Linked DNA regions of Zea mays: region 2 is linked to region 1. Evidence: chromatin contacts called from public Hi-C data. All regions are on one chromosome and are shown on one strand. Each heading gives the region's core, a stretch centred on a gene start, on an enhancer-like site or on the middle of the called end of the contact. The rest is flanking DNA. Distances are from core to core; before and after follow the strand shown. Region 1 holds the start of LOC103646317 (C2 and GRAM domain-containing protein At5g50170). Region 2 has its middle 15 kb from the start of LOC103646320.

What was found. A called contact is a pair of places that touch in the nucleus more often than the background predicts.
Region 2: a Hi-C map of leaf shows a contact between it and region 1, with 2.2 times the contacts expected there. The contact joins the enhancer-like site here to the promoter of LOC103646317 in region 1. A contact is called at or near these places in 2 of 25 Hi-C or Micro-C datasets (ear and leaf).

The regions. Positions count from the first base shown.
Region 1 is chr2:39,401,650-39,407,883 of Zm-B73-REFERENCE-NAM-5.0, reverse strand. It overlaps LOC103646317 (C2 and GRAM domain-containing protein At5g50170), which reads left to right and starts at 3,718. Exons shown (of 7, transcript XM_008671046.4): 1 at 3,718-4,231; 2 at 5,327-6,234. The coding sequence starts at 3,805. It overlaps LOC103646318 (protein FAR1-RELATED SEQUENCE 6), which reads left to right. Exons shown (of 3, transcript XM_008671049.3): 2 at 1-1,736; 3 at 1,828-2,333. The coding sequence ends at 1,711.
Region 2 is chr2:39,589,097-39,595,330 of Zm-B73-REFERENCE-NAM-5.0, reverse strand. No RefSeq gene overlaps it. Among protein-coding and RNA genes, the nearest start is that of LOC103646320, 15 kb to the right of the region's middle. Within about 2 kb of position 3,975, at least 3 of the 20 cell types and tissues checked have an H3K27ac peak or open chromatin away from gene starts, as enhancers often do. A contact at or near this core is called in leaf, where this site is marked.

The sequences.
Region 1 (6,234 bases), core at 2,469-4,968:
CAACTTCTTCTATAACTGGGACATGGACGATGAAGGTCGTCTCAAGAACGTTTGCTGGGTTGATGCTAGATCCAGAGTTGCATATCAACACTTCTGTGATGTTATTTGCTTTGATACTGTCTATTTGACATATCAGTTTGTCATTCCATTGGTCGCATTTTTGGGAATCAACCATCATGGGCAGTTTGTGTTGTTAGGATGTGGTCTACTTGGAGACGAGTCTCCAGAGACCTTTGCGTGGTTATTCAAAAAATGGCTAAAATGTATGAATGATAAATCACCTGAAGCAATTGTTACGACTCATTCAAGGCCAGTAGTCAAAGCAGTCAGTGAAGTATTTCCAAATACTCGGCACAGATACAACCTTTGGCATATAATGAAAGAACTTCCTGAAATGTCTGGAAGAGTTGAGGATAAAGAAGCAGTCAGTCTGAGAATGAAAAAAGTAGTCTATGATACAATTACATCAGCTGATTTTGAGAGGGAGTGGGCTGAAATGATCAACCAATATAATCTCCATGATAACCAGTGGCTTACAACCTTGTTTGAAGAGAGGGCAAAATGGGTACCAGCATATGTAAAGGATACTTTTTGGGCTGGTATCTCCACTGTTCGCCGTAGTGAACGATTGGAGGCCTTTTTTGATGGATATATTACACCAGAAACCACAATAAAGACGTTCATTGAACAATTCGATACTGCTATGAAGCTCAGGTCTGATCGAGAAGCCTATGATGATTTCCGTTCATTTCAACAAAGGCCACAAGTCCTGTCTGGTCTTCTGTTTGAGGAGCAATTTGCAAATGTTTATACAATAAATATGTTCCAGAAATTCCAGGATCAGTTGAAGCAGCTGATGAATGTGAATTGCACTGAAGTCAGTAGGAATGGTTCAATAGTGACATACACGGTGACAGTAATTGGAAAGGAGAGGAAGTTTGACTACAGAGTGATGTATAACAGTGCTGAGAAAGAAGTGTGGTGCATCTGCAGGTCATTCCAGTTTAAAGGTATTTTATGTAGCCATGCTCTTGCTGTCTTGAAGCAAGAGCTTGTGATGCTAATACCTCCCAAATATATTCTTGATCGATGGCGAAAGGACTACAAATGCCCTGAGGAACCTAAGGAAACCCCCATTTCACAGAAAGCTGCTAAAGATACAGGGAAGGGCTCAAAACCAGAAAACATTCGGGAAGATCAAGTGGACAATCTCTACAAGCATGGACACCAGTACTTTGCTGACATTGTGGAAATGGGAGCTACTGACCCTGATGCGATGGAATACGTCCTTTCTGTGATGAAAGAAGCTAAAGAGAAAGTGCGCAAGTTTGAGGAGTCTCGAAAAGAGAAGAGGCCTGGAGAGGGTCCAGTTTCTGCTGGTAAAAAAGGGGCGAAGTTTTCGAAGCCATCCACACAAGAAGTTGGCAATACAACATCAGTTTCGACTCCGACTGAAGCAGTGGCTTCGGTCACAGTGGTGTCATCTCCTCCAATGGCGGCAGCCCCAACAATGATGGCTATGGCGCCACCTTCAGCAGCTGTGGCCGGAGGAATGTTTTTAGTACCAATGCACCCGCATCCCTTGGTGTTCCCACCCTTCCCCCCTGCAGTCCCACCAGCGGTAGCTCCTGTAGCACCACCTGCTGCACCAGCAACCAATGTTGTCTCCAACACCTCAAAGAAGCGAAAGAAAAGAAAGGGGAATAATTGATCTTCTGATGCTGATGAAATGATGAGTAAGCTGCGTTTTGCATATTGCTCCAATTGTATTTCGTTAAGATTAATGTTTCCTGAAATTTGTTGTTTTTACACTTAGATGTTTTCCAGATCTAAAACAAGATCAGATCGGCGAAGTAGAAAATGAGTTTGATCTCACACTACGCATCAGGCCTCGACATGAGAGTGAGCTATCGATTTATCTCTTCTGCGCGGGTTGGTCTTTCGAGAAAAATCTCTTCTGCGCGGGTTGGTCTTTCGAGAAAAATCTCTTCTGCTGGCTGTGCTACTGCTACCTATGAGACTACCTACTGCAGTCTGCATATTCCTGGGGTGTTGGCTTCACTGCTTCAGCTAGATGCTCTGCTGTGGCTGACGCAGTTCAGTCTAAGGAGAGATGCATTTTGGGCTCAGCACACTGATCTTGATTACTGTAGATTACTAGATTAGATTGCCTGTAGTGTACATTATCGTCCTCAGTGCCGGAAGTAATCTAACATGTAGTCCAGCTTATGAATGTAAAGATCTGTTTCTGATTATGGATTGCATTTATGGGGAAGGATCTGGATCTTATTAAGAAATTCTGATTTACAAGCATTTGCCGTCATTTGAGTTTATTGGACTATACTCTTTCCATTTGGCAATGTTTGTCTATCGTCTTGGGACTTGAGAGGATGTCTCTCAATACCCTATGTCCAATGAAGATATTATTAGAGGAGTACTTAGCCTATCTCTAGCAGATTTTATATTATATAAACAGCGCAGTTTACAGCTCTGCTGAGCGCGGTCTTATTGGGCGTGTTTGTGACCCAGATTTTATATTATATAAACAGCGCAGTTTACAGCTCTGCTGAGCGCGGTCTTATTGGGCGTGTTTGTGACCCTGTCCTTGGCCAGCTCGGCCCGTTCAACTGGTCCAGGCTGAGGCTAGCCACTCCCGGCTACTGCAACTCACTTTGTTTGCGCACTTGTACCATATGAGTCTGACTCAGATGAGCTGATGTTTGTCACCCAATATGCAGCCAGGCTAGAAGACCAAAACTACCTAAACGCGGAATCTTTGCGCCACGAGCAGCCAGGCTCCCAGGAAACGGACCTTGAGCTCGTTTCTGTGGAGCCAGGCTGAGAGACTCAATTTGCACGTGCATAGTCTGGCTCCCGAACAATCCAGACGACGCAAACACAGAAACTGCAGCCTGGGAGTGCAGCCAGGCTACTGGGTCATGGCGGCAAACACGTCCATTGTAAATATTTTGACTCCGCATACAAAGTAAATGCTTTGAAATTATTGCCATGTAGCTACGATCGAGTAATGTTTGTTTTAGAGCGCCGGTGAAGATGGGCAAACCGCTGCTTGGCGCTCCTCGAAGAAGCCTTAGAAAAATTGCTGTTGGCAAGCCATGCGTTCATGGTGGTTTTGTCTTGCCTTTATCCGCTTCTACTTCTGGAGAGACGAGACCGGCGCATGTGCTACACGAGTGACACCACGACGAGCAGGCACGGACGGTCATCTGACATCTGGAAGGCCCGAAGAATTCAAAGCCGCGCCGCGAACGCAACGCCTTCGCATCGCTCGCGGCTCGCCGTGACAACTGTGGGGGTGTTGGGTTTAGTCTAGGAACTAATTTTTAGTTATTTTATTTTATTTTATTTTAATCTTTAAAATGTTAAATATAGAAACTAAAATATAGTTTTAATTTTTATATTTAATAATTTAAGGACTAAAATGAATAGAATAGAGAAAATAAAAATTATTCAAAAAACCAAACACTTCCAAAGAGCTTCGGAGCTTTCAGCTTTCTTTCCCCCACTTTCTCAGTCAGTCAGTCAAGACTCAAGACGTTAACGCCGAGCCCAAACCGGAAACCGCGCCGCCTCATCGTCCCAGCGCCGCGTGTCGCGCTGCTCATTCCGCCGCGTGCCCGCGCCATCGGCACACGTCAGGCAGGGCCCCAGCCCCCACCTCCAAACTACTAGTACAAGTCTACAACCACGCTTCCCAGCCCGCCCGCCAAGGTCCCTACTACTTAAATAGTTAAATTCCGAGCCAAGGTCCCTCCTCATAGCTAGCTACCGCGATCGACCGCCATGCGGCTCTACGTGTACGTGCTCGAGGCGCGCGGGCTACCGGCGCCGCGTCAGCGCCGCGGCGGCGTCGTGCTGTTCTACGCGAAGGTGACGGTGGGGAAGCAGCGGTTCCGGACGCGGGCGGTGGAGGCGTCGGATCTGGGCGGCGCGGCAGTGGCGGCGGCGTGGAACGAGGAGTTCGTGTTCGCGGTGGGGTCGGACGGAGCTGCTGGGGGCGAGGAGCTCGAGGTCGCCGTGGCGCGGCGGGGAGCGAGAGGGAGGGAGGTGGTGGGCACGGTCAGGCTGCCCGTGCCGGCCGCCACCGCTGCTGCTGGTGCCCCGGGGGAGAGGCGGTCCGTGCCGCCGACGTGGTTCACGCTGCAGCTGCAGCGACGGCGGAAGGGCGTTGTCGGCGTCGACGGTGGCGACGAAGCCGCGGCGGATTGCGGTGCGTGCACAAGTTTGCTTTCGCGAGCATGATACATACGCTTGACGTTTCTGCCGTGCTGTGCTTATGCGTCTTTGCCAGTTCCTGCCGCTTGCCGCTTTTCAGGCGTCTAAACTTCAGTAACCGTTTGTCATTGGCAAGTACTCTGATAGTCGGATTGCGGAGTACGGACTACGAAGTCGGTCGCATACGTGATACGTCTGATAATTATTAGTTACCGTGATGCTTAGTACGGAACGTCAGGTTCTAATCTGATAGAACGCTGATCCTAGTGTTGTGGCTAGGGGTGGCAATGGATCGTGATCCAAATGCTTCTTCACAAAATTACAGGACCCTATATAAATTTAGTTTAAAAAATAAATAGAAATATAGTCCGATTCTAATCCGATCCAATTCTTAAATCTTATAGTCTAAAATTTAGAGCTCATTGTCACTAAATTAAATTAGTGTCTCTTGGTCGGCCTCTCCCCTGGCCAAATGTACAAATAAAATCTGGACTATTCGTCCAACGTTAAATTGGCCTATTTTATGGAAAAAAAAACCTCTTTTCTATATATTTATAGAAAAACTCCCCGCCCGTCTAGTCGACAGTCGTTAAATGTTGGATGAAAGGTTCAGATTTAATATGTTCAAAGCATGCACATAAATCTAGGATTGACCACTTTTTACTTGGGATAGAAATGCTAGTGACGGGTGATGGTACGCTTTAGGCAATTCAATCAACGGCAATGAGTTTGAATATGAATATGCCGGTATCACTTTCTGTTACGGTTGGACTTAAACAAATATGATTTAATATTATCAGTTATTTACAAATATGAAATAAACAGCACCCTAGTTCCATTAGAAGATTAGTATGTACCTGAACCGTATATATGATCCAGTTTTGTAGGTCTCATCCAATTCAAGACGTCTTCAGGTTTCAGATGTTCAGTATATGCTATTGTATTTCTTTCTTCAGTAAAGGATTGCTTATTATTCATGGTTACACTGGGCATACTTTCCAGCGTCATAGATTGTATGATGATTGCACTTTCCATTACTTCACACGAATGGTCTATCCGTAACGATCTTATTCTTATCGCTTTCAAACAGGGAAAATTCTCCTCAGCTTTTCACTCTACGGAGAAAACAACGTCAACTCTGTCGTCCACACCGATGCCGAAGTGGAGAGATCACTTGACATGGAACATTCAAGTTGTAACAATGGTGGGGTGGTTGATTCTCCCAGGAGCCATGACACAGATAACTCTGAGCATTTCACACAAGAAGATTGCAATTCAATTACTGAAGTTGATGACCTAGCGGAGACTAGCACTACGGCAACAGCAAACGGTGCGAGTGACACCGAACGTATGGTCCCAGATGCTGCTGCTAGCTTCTTCGAAGAAGCTATGGAGATCATGAAATCTAGAAGAAGCACACCAGAATTGCCACAAGATCTCGACGGCGGCATCATATTTGAGCACGCTTATCTTGTGGGGTCGAAAGAGCTGAACCATCTTCTGTTCAGACCTGACTCTCAGTTCTTCAAAGACGTGCGCGAGCTTCAAGGTACCATGGACTACGAGGAGCAGCCGTGGACATGGAAGAGCGCGGATCCTCCTAGCTTAACTAGGACATGCCGATACACCACAGGCGCATCTAATAAGTTTATGAAAGCCGTCAAGACCAGTGAGGAGCAGACGTACCTTAGAGCAGACGGCAAGAGTTTTGTGGTCACGGCTCGTGTCCGTACTCCCGAAGTGCCCTTCGGGAACTGTTTCGCAGTCGTCCTGCTCTACAAGATAGTCCACAGGACCGGCGAAGAAGGCGCGCATCTGACTGTATCATACAACGTAGACTTCCTTCAGAGCACCATGATGAGAAGCGTGATCGAGGGGAGTGTTCGAGACGGGCTGAGAGAAAATTTCCAGGGTTTCGCTCAAGTATTGTCTAGGCATGTTGTTGAAGTGGCCGGTTCTGTCGGGATGAGCAAAGAGCAGTTGCTGGCGCCATTGCAG
Region 2 (6,234 bases), core at 2,726-5,225, 190 kb before region 1:
TGATTGAATAAGTGTGTTTGTACCAAAATCCTAAGCAGATTTTCTATCATCTCCAATCACACAAAATGATCATGCAATCATCTTAAGATGGATTATGAGATGAAAATTTGGGTAAACCAAATCATGCTAAGTCCATGACTTAAGTGTATACATCAGTCTACTAATATCTAATGGTATTGGACACCATATCCATCAACACTGATCATTTAGTTCCTAAAGTGGATCAATATCCATTTTGACCCTGGAATTAAACCTTTGTGCCACAAAAGCCATATTTGTCTTGCAAATCACAATAGGCCTGATATTGCATTTGTAGATATTTGCTAGCTTGAAATGCGCATCTCCTGTTTGTTTGGAGATGGATATCAATGGATATCTATATGGTGCTAAAGAATCTCGACTTGTCATTTGATAAGTTGAGATGTGATCATAGTGGGATATGAAGACACTGGCCAATAAGTCCCCATTATGAATGACAGATTACACATACTGATACCTTTGTGGTAGAGTTTTCATAGGAGTCGTCATAGATTCTAATGATTATTCCCACAAATCATTCCAAAATCTGACATATCCATGTACGATTTCGTTAAGTGATCAATTATGATTCGTGGAATCACTAGTCATTATCTATCAAGATAATGATGCTCGGATGAGAGTAGTTTATGTGAGTACAATATCATGACATTGTTCACAAAATGGTTCATCCTCATGTATTGCAATGCATTTGAGGAATAACCAAATTACAAATTAAACATGCAAATATTTTGCAAGTTTATTCATAAAGTCATTACCAACTTTCACACTTCAAAAGTTCTTGTAGAGTTGGCATGCTATGACTTTGAAATTTGCAAGATTCAGGGGGAGTCTCCTCATGGATTATAACCTATTCATGCAACATATTGTACTCTTTTCTTTTTATGATTTTTCCTTTCAAGGTTTCTCATATAAAGTTTTTAATGAGGCAACATCACCACAAGGTATATGTCGTATCATCTTTTTTTTCTTGTAGGGGTTTTCGAGGATGATACATTATGCCATAGCTATTGTTGTATTTGAAATAGGTTACGAGTTTATCTCACAAGAGTTCAAATGGATCAACAATAGATTATGTTTATTCTCCTTATTTTTCCTGTTGGGATTTTTAAGAAGACTCGACTGATATGTTGATTTCTTAGATTTTCTAACAAGATTATCTTGGAGAAATATTGGCTTGAGTTGCATGTCTCATCATTTACTTTTCCCACTGTTTTTTAGAAATGATGGTTCTAGACATACTATTGTTCTCTAGACTATAGGTCCATGGAGAACTTTGTCGTACCATGGTTGAACTCTTTATTTTCCCACAGAGTTTTGAGGAGTTCACTTGGTACTATTTAACCTACACATATTCCTAAGTTTTTTCTACATGTTTCTCTTTATAGGAATTAACAATATTATTGAAGGATGTTTATGCTAGATTCAACCAAGGGGGAGTGTTGAGAAATGTCACACCCTGATTTAAGGGCAAATCCAGATGCATCTCATATTTGCGCAAATCAAATACCACACATACAATGACTCAATGTATAGAGATGAATGTCATAATATTTATTACATAACGAGAATGTCTTACAATATAATTGATGATAGAATAAATCGAACTAAGATAACTATCTCTATGGTGCCATAGTTAACAGGGAGACAACGCCTGGATCTCATCGAACTCATCGTAGTAGTCCTTCTTCGTTAATACTTGCTCTTCACCTGGTGTGATAATAGCAAGGGTGAGCTCCGATATGGTCATCGCTCAGCAAGTGTGGGGAATAATGTGTATGAGCTCACTTACGGTGGGGGCTCATGTGTAGTGTAAGGCTTACCAAGGAAAATAGTTAAGGTTGAGCATAACTTTTAAATAGTTGATCAAAATTTTATTAGCAGTTGCTAAGTATAAGTAGATACCAACCCAATTAATACTTAATCAATATAAAAGTATCGTATAGAAATCCCACAATGCAATGCATTAAGTTTTAATTTCATCCATTAATCATGCGAGTCCTGAGCTGTTCATGACCATGAGCACGACTGATTTACCAGTTTTACACTCTGCAGAGATTGCACATCTTTACCCAGGTCTCGACTCCCATTCATCTCTACCGAGAAGACAAGGTAGGGTAGCACTACGAGATCTTTCCAAAGTTCCACTAGCATGAGAGAACCCGCTACGAATTTAGGTAGGACGAGGCGATATAAGAATCCCTCATCCAAAAAACTATCACAGACGGAACGACCCGAGAACCTCCCTATACCGACAGCTCCTCACACCCCGCTTGCCTCTTTCGGGAAAAGATTAACTCACACTACCTTTCTTAGTTTCTTGGCCAAGACGTCTCATTGCACCTGAAAGTCGGCTAGAGGGGGTGAATAGGTGAAACCTGAAATTTATAAACTTAAACACACACTAAAGGCCGGGGTTAGCGTTAGAATTAAATTTGGGTCCAAAAGATTATTTCTCTTGCTAGGAGTTGCTCAAAGAGTGCGAATGACGTATGGGAGCAAGCTCAAATTAATACTAGCAAGGAAATGTTAGGGAGAGGAAAGAGGGCAAACAAATCAAGCGAGAATCAAAGCGAGTAGACATGGTGTTTTGTTTTACGGAGGTTCGGTTCCAAAGAACCTAGTCCCCGTTGAGGAGGCCACAAAGGCCGGGTCTATTTCAATCATTTCCCTCTCTCTCAAACGATTATTTAGACCGAATGAGCCTTCCCTTAATCACACGGGTCACTTAGACCCCGTAAGGACCACCACACACTTGGTGTCTATTGCTTTGCTTACAAAGCACTTGAGAATAAGGATGGGAAAAAGAGAAAGGTCAATCCAAGCAACAAGAGCAACAAAAGAACACAAAACGCCCTCTCTCAAGTCCCTAATGGAATTGAGTTGATTTGGAGACTTGGAGAGGATTTGATCTATTGAATATGTCTTGAAGTGAAGTCTTTTGCTCTTGCAATGAATGAGATGTTCAGAAAACTTAGATGTCAATGAATGAGGTGGTTAGGGGTATTTATAGCCCCCAACCACTTCCTGCCCGTTGCCAAGGGCTGCTGGCGATTGGCGCACCGGACAGTCCGATGCTCGCCACGTCAGCGCAACCGTTATGGTTCGGAGCAATTGACCGTTGGAGTCGCTTGTCGTCTTGCTGCACCGAACAGTCCGGTGCCCTCTGACTTCTGACGCAGCACTGTAGCGCACTATAGCTCTGCACAGTCGACCGTTGGCGCGCAGGGAGCAGTTGCTCCGCTGGCTCACCAGACAGTTCGGTGGCACACCAGACAGTTCGGTGAATTATAGTGGAGCATGCCTGCAGAAACCCGAGAGTGGCTGGTTTGCTGGCTGCCTCAGCTGGCGCACCGGACACTGTCCGATGCACCAAATTTCAACACAGTCTTGTTCTTTGCTCCATTTTTGATTGTGTCCCTAACCGGATTTCTTTCTTAGTTTGTATTGAACCTTATGCACCTGAGATAAATCACATCTGGCCAAACTAGTTAGTCCATGTGGTTTGTGCTGGATGTCAACCACCAAAATTGATTATAGGAGTTAACCCTATTTCTCTTTCACCATCCTTGTGGTAACACTGTTTTTTAGGTGAAGCTCCATGTTCTAATTAACAAAATAATCTTATTATGTATCATAAATAATCTATAAACAGTTAAGTAATAATAAGGCATGATCATGATTTATATATAATATAACACCTAAAATCAGATAGAGTAAAAGTAAAACTCAGTCGGTACCAACACGCTGCAATGCAAATTCATAGAAATGCAAGGATACATTGGCATCGCAGCCCGAGCAGCGCCCAGGTCGTCGGGTCTTGGATCCGCCACTGGATAAGTTACGGCTATGTTTTTGCACCTGAATCCATTGTATACAATAATATAGGGACAGAGACGTGTCTTTTCTCAATGTGGCTGAGTTTCTCTATCTATGTGATGCATCTATGCCACCCGTCCATGCATATTCGCTAGGGCTACATGCACAGCGCATTGTGATTGGCTGGATGGATCTATTTATTTCCATGCGCCAGCTGCGAATGAATGAATAATCATCAGCAACAACTAGAGCTAGCGGCATCAGACTTAAAGAAACAAAGAAAGAAAAGCATAGCAGCGTCATATGGCCATGAGCGGCATACCTGCGACGATGCTTGTCGTCGCTCTTCTTATCGTCGTCTGCTTCGGCGCCACCGCCAGGCCCAGCCACGACCACGCCTCCGCCACCCACACCGACACCGACGACGACGCGATTCGTCTGCCCAGCAGCTCTGGCGATGGTGGTCGACCGTGGGAGTGCTGCGACTTTGCTATCAAGCAAGTACGCCGGGCTGCCGGCATGGCTCTGCAATTACATGGTGGACAAGTGCTCCACGGACTGCTACGAGTGCGAGGCGTCGGTCGGTGCCGGGACGAGAGGGCTAGCCGGTGCCGGGGACGAGAGGGATGACCGGGAGCCGGGACGAGAGGGATGGCCGAGGCCAGAGCCGGGGACGAGAGGATGGCCGGAGCCGGTGGCGGGGTCGACCAGGCGGCGGGGCTCCACGGTGACGGCGGAACACCGACGATGGATGGCCGGGCGGGGCTGGGCGGCAGGGTTGGCCTGGAGGGCGGGTGCTGGTGCTTCGGCGACAGCGGGGTATGGCGGCGACGATGGGCGCGCGACGGCGGCGTGGAAAAACGAAGTGAAGAATAATGAAGTGAAGAAGAAGCCGGTATCGCAGACTTTACCGAGTGCCCGCGATCTGGCACTCGATAAAGATTTTTTAATTTAAAAATAAACTTTGCCGAGTGCCCACTGACAAACAATCAACAAAGAATGTATTTAAGGTTTTAAACAAATCTTTGCCGAGCGTTGCACGTCTGACACTCGACAAAAGCATTCTTTGCCGAGTGCCATTCCTGGACACTCACTACGGGAATCTGGGCCTTTGCCGAGTGACAGACGATTTGCCGAGTGCTTTTTATCGGACACTCGGCAAAGTCCTGCGCTCGGTAAAGAGCTTGTTTACCGAGTGCGGGACACTCGGCACAGAGAAACACTCGGCAAATACTGCTTTGCCGAGTGGCAAACACTAGGCAAAGATGGCGCTTGGCAAAGGGCCGTTAGCGGTCGTCTACAGCTGACGGCCGTCAGCCTTTGCCGAGGGCCGAAGGCCGGCACTCGGCAAAGCATACTCTTTGCCGAGTGTTAAATATCTGGCACTCGGCAAAGAACGTCTTTACCGAGTGTCTTTAGTGGGCACTCGGCAAAACATAGTTTTATTTTCTTTATTTTGACAACCAAACGTTTTGTGGTATGTTCCTACACTATGTAGACCTACATGTACCATTTTAGGACAATTATAACAGTGTTTTCAATAGCTAGTAGATTTAGTTCGTTTATTTGAATTTCTTCGGAAAATTTAGATTTGAACTGCAAGTCACTCGAAACTTGGATAATCGTGCATGCAAAAATGATACACATGTTATTTAGCACAAGTTACGACCGATTTCAGGATCCGACCGGAAACTTCGAGCAATATGCTCACTAAACATGGCCGTGAACTTGCCATCCACATGTTTAAAAATTGTATAAAACACAAACAAAGTCAGAAAACCATGAAACTTTTCCACGTGTCATGATATCATATGTAGAGGCTGCGATAAAAATTTGAAAAGGTTTCGAGAAAACTGTGACGCAATATGTGTAGAAACCTAAGAGATCTACACATGAAATCATAAAGTTTCAATGTGGATCTCTTAGGTTTCTACACATTGAAATAGTTTTCTCGAAACCTTTTCAAATTTTTATCACAGACTCTACATATGATATCATGACACGTGGACAAGTTTCATGGCTTTCTGACTTTGTTTGTGTTTTATACAATTTTTAAACATGTGGATGGCAAGTTCACGGCCATGTTTAGTGAGCATGTTGCTCGAAGTTTTCGGTCGGCTCCTGAAATAGGTCGTAACTTGTGCTAAATAACATGTGTATCATTTTTGCATGCACGATTATCCAAGTTTCGAGTGACTTGCAGTTCAAATCTAAATTTTCCGAAGAAATTCAAATAAACGTACTAAATCTACTAGCTATTGAAAACACTGTTATAATTGTCCCAAAATGGTACATGTAGGTCTACATAGTGTAGGAACATACCACAAAAAGTTTGGTTGTCAAAATAAAGAAAATAAAAATATGATTTGCCGAGTGTCG